2 separate regions of the Mus musculus genome follow, and region 1 is linked to region 2. A link is a contact called in public Hi-C data. All regions are on one chromosome and are shown on one strand. The core of a region is the stretch at or near the end of the contact, and the rest is flanking DNA. Distances in the headings are between cores, read along the strand shown.

What was found. A called contact is a pair of places that touch in the nucleus more often than the background predicts.
Region 1: a Hi-C map of embryonic fibroblasts shows a contact between it and region 2, with 2.8 times the contacts expected there. The contact joins the promoter of 4930572O13Rik here to the enhancer-like site in region 2. A contact is called at or near these places in 2 of 484 Hi-C or Micro-C datasets (the 63-12 cell line and embryonic fibroblasts) and 3 of 115 datasets of contacts at active chromatin or transcription factors (embryonic basal ganglia, large pre-B cells and pancreatic cancer cells).

Annotation. Positions count from the first base shown.
Region 1 is chr14:25,141,410-25,145,189 of GRCm38.p6, forward strand. It overlaps 4930572O13Rik (RIKEN cDNA 4930572O13 gene), which reads right to left and starts at 1,832. Exons shown (of 3, transcript NR_045718.1): 1 at 1,730-1,832; 2 at 258-544. The region is part of intron 4 of Gm32224 (a long non-coding RNA gene); the gene reads left to right.
Region 2 is chr14:25,302,878-25,306,742 of GRCm38.p6, forward strand. All of the region lies in intron 2 of Zmiz1os1 (a long non-coding RNA gene), which reads right to left. It overlaps LOC115486423 (a long non-coding RNA gene), which reads right to left. Exons shown (of 2, transcript XR_001781198.1): 2 at 744-3,512. Among named protein-coding and RNA genes, the nearest start is that of Gm41113, 74 kb to the right of the region's middle. Within about 2 kb of position 1,789, at least 107 of the 459 cell types and tissues checked have an H3K27ac peak or open chromatin away from gene starts, as enhancers often do. A contact at or near this core is called in embryonic fibroblasts and pancreatic cancer cells, where this site is marked.

The DNA.
Region 1 (3,780 bases), core at 582-3,081, 160 kb before region 2:
AGAATAGAAAGCTGAATATGGACAAGTCAATAGCACAGAGCCCAGGCTCAGAAGACACTTGACCAAGCTTTATGGGTCTCCTCTGGGTCACACACAGACATGCCTGGGCTCTCCCCAGAGTAACCTGGGAACCCTCCTTAGCCTTGGAGATGCTCAGAGCTTGACAAGTGGTCCCTAAGCTGATATGTGACACCTTGCCCTTCTTATTAGAGCCTGGGGAAAAAAATCCATAGCAGCCCTGGCTTCATTCCATTTACCATAAAAGGGGTGCAAGTTATTCATTCCAAACGACAGAGGGGGCCCCCCACGTTCTTGACATGGAACTTCTTAGATTCAGTGTTTGCTTGCACTGGCTACATCTGAACCTCAGGAGCAGAAGAGCACGTCGGTAGCTCTTGCCAGAGTCTCCTTAGCAAGCCTTCATTGGTGTACCCAGAGTTTGCTCAGCAACTCAGATAAAGGTTCCCTCTGAGGCTGTGAGACACTGGAGCTCCAAGCAGGCCGATCCATCCAGAAATGGTATGGTCTTGCGGAAACAGTGGGCCTGGATGGAGAAAGAAATGTGGCTAAGTGAGAGAGAAAATTCCCCTAGGAAGATCTATTAGGCTGTGAAATAGTATTCCACAGGAAGCGGTGGAGGGGGTGCCCGGAGGTATTTAAAGCTGTGCTGGACTAAGTAATAGAAGCCTCGTGGTGTGTGGAGTGGCTGAGAACTGGCCTCGGGGGAGCTGCTGCTGTGCCCTAATAGGTCGACTCCAATAGAAGTAATTTCCGAGCCCGCCCCAGCATTCCATGGAGCTACACTGCTTTTGCCAGGCAAAGAAGGTGTTCACTTACAGCTCAGAAAAAGCCCCAGGGTTTGGTGCCCGCCTAGCCATCATTTGTTAACAGGCTGGCAGTCCCCAGCAAACAGATGTCTACATTCAGCAAACCCCTCTCAAAATCGCATCTGCCTTTCAGGATGGAAATTGACAAGTTACTCTTCAAATTCTTATAGAATCACAAGGCACTCAACGGAGCCAAAAAGGATTTCTAGACAGAATCAAGTATGAAAATTCCCACTTCCTGGTGTCAAGATTTACTATAGAGACTCTATGATACTCACACAAAAATAAACATATAGATCCATAGCATAGATCTCAGGGTCCATAAATAGAATCAATACATGTATAGTCAATTAATGGGTTTTTGTTTGTTTTCTCCTTTTTCTTCTTTTTGTCATGTGTTTGTGTATGTAGTATGTATCCATGCATGTTTATGTTTGTGTTCACATGTGTGTTGGCGCACATGTATGTGAGTGCCTGTACTCATGTGTGTGTGCCTTTGTTCATGTCTGTGCACACATTTAGAAGCCAGAGGCTGATGTCAGGAATCCTCAACTACTTTTCCACCTTATTACTTTTGAAGTGGCCTGTCTTATGAACCCATAACTCATTAATACAGCTGATCTCACCAGAGAACTTGACCCAGGGTTCCCTTTCTCTACCTTTTGAGGATGGAACTCTAGACTGGTTACTACACGTACCCAGTATATACATGAGCTCTGGAGATCTTGAACGTTGGTCCCCCTGTGTGCCTGACCAGCTAATTAATCACTAAACCATGCCCCACTTGTGGTCAGTTGCTTTTTGACAAGCATGCCAAGACAATAAGAAAGAGCAGGCTAATCAGCAAATGTTGCTGGAACAGTTGAATATCCACAAACAAAAGAACGAAATCGGATCCTTACCATCACACCCCATGCAAAGCAATGTCCGAACATGTAAAAATACTTTAAGGAAAGAAAGCATGAGAGTTCACCAACCCCTGATTTGGCACTGCTTCTTATATCTGAGGCCAAAATACAAACTCCAAAGAGAAAAACAGACTAGATTTCATCACAATAAGATTCTAGAATCCTCCCTCTCTCTCTGTATATTCTGAACCTCTTACAATTTAGTAACAAATAGAGAAAATGTACACACTTTAGAATGGGCAAGGAATTTGATAAATGTTTCTCCAGAGAAGATACACAGTATCGAACAGAAAGTGATCAGAATGGTTCATTAGTAGGAAATACAAATCAAAACGGTAACAAAATACCAATTCACACCTGCTGGGGTGGTTTAAATAAAGACAAAAGTTGAAGAGCGGCTGTCGGATGTGGACAAACAAGACCCTTCGAGCATCACTGAATGAGGAGAGAGCTCAAGCACTTTAGCGGCCATTCAAAATGATACAACGTCAACAGCAACAATCTCACTTCTCATAATTGACCCAAAGGATTGGATGCAAGCTGTTGATTGATGTTTACATTATGTGTTATAATATAGGGCCAGAGTGACTGCTCATTGGATGAAGATGCTTGCCAACAAGCCTGGTGACCTGAGTTCAATCCCCAGGATTCTAGATGGACTGACTCCTGCTGCAAACCCATCAAATTGAATACTGCACCAGTGAACAGGGAATGAATGACATGCACTGTGACATGGAAGAGAGCATCCATCCATCCATCCATCCATCCATCCATCCATCCATCCATCCATTATATCTATCTATCTATCTATCTATCTATCTATCTATCTATCTATCTTTCTATCTACCTACCTATCTATCTATCTATCTACCTATCTATCTATCTATCTATCTATCTTTCTTTCTTTCTATCTATCTATCTATCTATCTATCTATCTATCTATCTATCTATCTATCTTTCTATCTATCTATCTATCTATCTATCTATCTATCTATCTATCTATCCATCCATCCATCCATCCATCCATCCAGTATCTCTATCTATCTATCTATCTATCTATCTATCTATCTATCTATCTATCTATCTATCGATCGATCTATCTATCTATCGATCTATCTATCCATCCATTATATCTATCTATCCATCCATCCACCCATCCATCCATTATCTCTATCTATCTATCTATCTATCTATCTATCTATCTATCTATCTATCTTTCTTTCTTTCTTTCTATCTATCTATCTATCTATCTATCTATCTATCTTTCTATCTATCTATCTATCTATCTATCTATCTATCCATCCATCCATCCATCCATCCAGTATCTCTATCTATCTATTTATCTATCTATCTATCTATCTATCTATCTATCTATCTATCTATCTATCGATCTATCTATCCATCCATTATATCTATCTATCCATCCATCCACCCATCCATCCATTATCTCTATCTATCTATCTATCTATCTATCTATCTATCTATCTATCTATCTATCTATCTATCTATGCATCCATCCATTATATCTATCTATCTATCTATCTATTCATCCATCTATTAACTATTTATGTCATCTCTATATCTATCTGTCTGTCTATTATTTTTATATTTATAGACCTTTGATTGTTGTATCCCTAGAATACCAAGACACAGGAAAGAAGAGCAGGTCAGCAAATGCTTACAGTGTAATTGGATATCCACAGGCCGTGAAGCTGGATCCCTTCCTCACACTGCATACAAATGGATTAAAGACTTACATGCAAGATCTGAACCCATGTAGCCCTCAGAGGAAAGCACATCTATAAATCTTCTCCATCTTGGATTTTAAGTCTAAGAAGTCAGTCACAAAAAGCTGCATATCATGATGCCATTTATATGAAGTGTCTGTAATAGGCAGATTTATAGAGACAGAAATATATTCATGTTCACCAGGGGCTGGGGGAGGGGAGAGAGATGAGATTATGAAATTTTCATCAGATAGTGATAATGACTATACAATTCTGGGAACACACTAAATCATAAATATTACACAATGAAGGGGTGAA
Region 2 (3,865 bases), core at 539-3,038:
TTCTGCTCATCAAAGGTGGCTCAGAAGAACAGGTTAGATTGTGCGTTTCATCGTCCCTTGGAACACAAGAGTTTGAGGGTCACCGAAGGCCATTTATCAACTTTTTTCCTCAAAAGAATTGATAGCCTAACAGGGCATGTGGAATTCTAGACACATAACTCTGAAGGAACATGGATAATATACCACCAAGATCATGCTTCAGTTAACACACACACATACACACACTCATTCACACATACACACACATATAAAGTCACATACGTATACATACTCACACATATACATACCCACCCATATATACACACATAATCATTTACACATACTCACACTTACATATACACTCACAGAATGCATACACACACTCACATATACATACCCACACATACACATACACTCGCACATATAACACACTCACACATGTACACACACACTCACACATACACACCCACTTACATACATACACACATGCACACACACATGTGCACACACACACACACATACATACACACCAGAGGCTGACCTTAGCCAGTGAAGACCAAGGAAAGGAACCGTCAGGTAAACAAGGCTGAGAAAAGTGGAGAAGACAGGTAAAAGCCTTCAGGGACAAAGCACAAAGTGACACTATGGGGGAAGAGCAGGTAAAGAGGATGCTGGGTAGGGACATGTGAGGGCCAGGGGCCCAGAACCCACCCTGACTTAAACCATGACCCAAGTCAGCAATTGCTTTCAGCTGCCTCGGCATACACATCTGTAAAATGGTTTTATTCCTTTCTTCTATAAGTGTGCCTGGCTCTGGAAGCTTGAAGCTGTCTTCTGGGCATGCGGAAATCCTTCACACACAGGAGAGCTCAGGTGTCAGGACAAGAGGGAAGGGCAGCCGTGAGATCTTGACATACTGGCTGGCCCTCTCCAATTTTCGAAGGTCTGGCTCCTAAAAATAGAAGACTCCATAGGTCTAAAGTTCCCAACAGTACAACAGACAAAGAGGAAAGAGTCGAATCCCAGTCCACCTGAATTGAAGTCCTCGGCTTTGTCATTTACAGTTTTCCCTTGGGCATGCTTCCTCGGGGTCTTCTCCTGTCAATGTGGCTACATGAGAAAGTAGGAGGAACAGGTTAGACCAGAGAAGGGACTGGCTCTTAAGAAAGTAGAGAGCCTTGCACCTCCAGCATGTTCCTCCAAAGCAAATACAGACAGTCCTATGTGAGGGATCCACATGGCGCTTGATGACCCCTGCTGGAGTCCTGTGCAGACAGTCATGTGGCCCTTTGGAGAACAAAGCCCTAAGCATCGCACATAGCATGATTCCTCTGGGGTAGGAGCAGCCACTTCTGTTTGCAAACAGAACACTAGACAACAAACTACAAAAGGGACTTGAGGGAGTTTACTCCTGGGGCCCAGGATCCTGGGCAGGGGCAGTGTGGCTGGAAGCAGGCGTACCTTTTCAATTTGTAATCGCTTTTGAGTCATATTCAAAAACATTCCAAGATGAAATAAAGCGAAAGAAGGCTCAAGCTGCCCTGCAGTTGGGAGCCCTTTGGGGAACTGAAGTGAGCAAGCCAGCCCCTCTAATCCAGATGGACAGGCAGACAGACAGATAAACAGCTTAGAGGCCAAGGTCCCACAGGGCCTGAGGAATGGGCTGTCCCACCCCAGCCCAGCAGGCAGTGGCTGCCCTCTCACCCAGACCCCTGCTGGCAAGCACCGTCCACTCCCTGATCTTCCCGGAATGGACGCTTCCCCAGGCTCATTGCAAAACATCCTGGCTGGAGCTGCAGCCAGGAGTCCAGAAGCAAAGCTCCCTCTGCAGAGCGAGATGCCGCTTCCTGAGGACATTCCGGCCTGGTGTGAGGGCCTGTGGCAGGAGAGGGCAGGAAAGGCCAGGCAGTCATCGGCAGCCAAACTGGGGCCACAGCAGGGCCACGTGCTCACTGGGACGACATCTGGCTGGAGCCATAGCCCAGGTTTTAGAGGACTTGTAATCAGGCACCTCCTCAAGCCCTGCCACCGTCTCTGCTGCAACCCCCTCCACCAGACCCACTGCAGACTCGCTGGGCTTGTTAAGGGAGAAGGGAGCCTCCTTATAAAGAGATCCCTATTCGCAGGCTGCTCCACACACCACGATCCCTTTGCAGAGCTCCAGATTGATTCCAGCCTGGACCAGCTGTCACAAGGGGTCACCCAGGCCCTTCTCTTAACCCCACAGGATGGCAATTCCTTCACCTGGGTTAGAAAGAGATTTTTTTTTTTTTTAGCACAGAGCTCCCTTTTCAAATGTCATCCTCCTGAGAACCTGGCGAGGAATAAAAACACTGAGTGTGACACTGGTGAGAGGCAAGCAGAGAAGCCTGGATTCCAGCCCCTGGGCAGAGCCTAGGAAGCCTGGAGACTCGGAAACCCTTCTGAACATCAGGAAGCCACAGAGACCCTGGCTCTGGTTCTGTCCCTCTGTGCCCTCTCTCGGGCATCTCATGCCCAAAGCAGGTGTATTCTCTACCGCTCTCATCTTTGTCTGGCTAAATTCCAGATCCCAGTACTCACTGTCCACTGGACACCACCTAGATATCCGATAGGCTATAAGAACATCCAAAGCCATCACCTCACACCTCCCCTAATGCAAATGGCTCCTGTCATCAAATACCATTACATCAGCTCTTCTGCACCTTCTAGATTCTCTCCTGGTCAGGATTCACTACTGCCAACATTACCACAACCACAGCCTTCACCATCGCTGTCACCACCATCAACAGCAGCACCACAACCACCACTATCATCACCATAATCATCAGCATCACTGCCAACTTAAAAAAAAAAAGCCACTATCATCATTGTCACCACCAAGACCATAAACATCGCCACCAATATTACAAACATTACCACCATGACCCATCACCATTACCACCACCAAGACTACTACCATCACCATAATCATCATCAACACCGTCGATACCATCACCACAAACACACAAATATCACGGTCAACATCATCACTTTGTCATTGCCATTGCTGTCAACACCACCACCATCACCATCTTCACCAGCACACTCCCTCAACTACTGCCATTGCCTTTATCATCACCTCATCGGTACCATCAGGGTCAGCAAACATCACCATCATCCATTTTAACATTATCCTATCCCCTTCCAGTGTCTCTTACCATCTCTGTGTTCCCTTCCTGCTCAATCCCCTACCTCTTAAAGCACAGGCAGCTGTGATCATGACCATCACGGCTTATAACTTCACACTGCCCCCTCAGAGCAGAGTTCAAATGCCTTGAGATTTGACAGTTTACAAATCTAGCCTAGAGTTGCAAATCTCAGCCTCCAGGGAGAAAGCACCAACCTCCAGTATCCCGCGTACAGCTCCTGAGCCCATCTGTAATTCCTCCATCTGTCTAAACACATCCACAGATCCTGATGGTCCAGCAGCCACAGCAACTGCTGCAGTCGATAATGAGCCCCAAGACCCGGAACTACACATGTCTCCTTGATAGCAGTCTTGCCGTGCTGACCTGGCCCAGAACAGGAGAACAATGTGAGAGTGGGTTGGGGGAAGGGAGTTAGAAGGATGGAAGCAGAGGAATGGAGGAAGTAGCAGTGAATATCCAGAGGTCTCAGCATCATGGCTTCCCCCGTGGGAAATCTAAACGCCCTTCAGTAGAGTTCAAGCAACTTCAGCTCAGAAAAGGCACCCCTTCTTATTCTAACAGACCCGTGAAGGAGGCCTTTGTCCCGATGCTCTCAAGCCAAACACCAACCTTTCTGTCTCAGCTGTAGAAGACACTGCCTTACCGCACGACTGGGGCTGATGTGACTCTATACTCTGCTAACAAATGTAGGACTAGACCCCCTTCTTCCCCAGAAC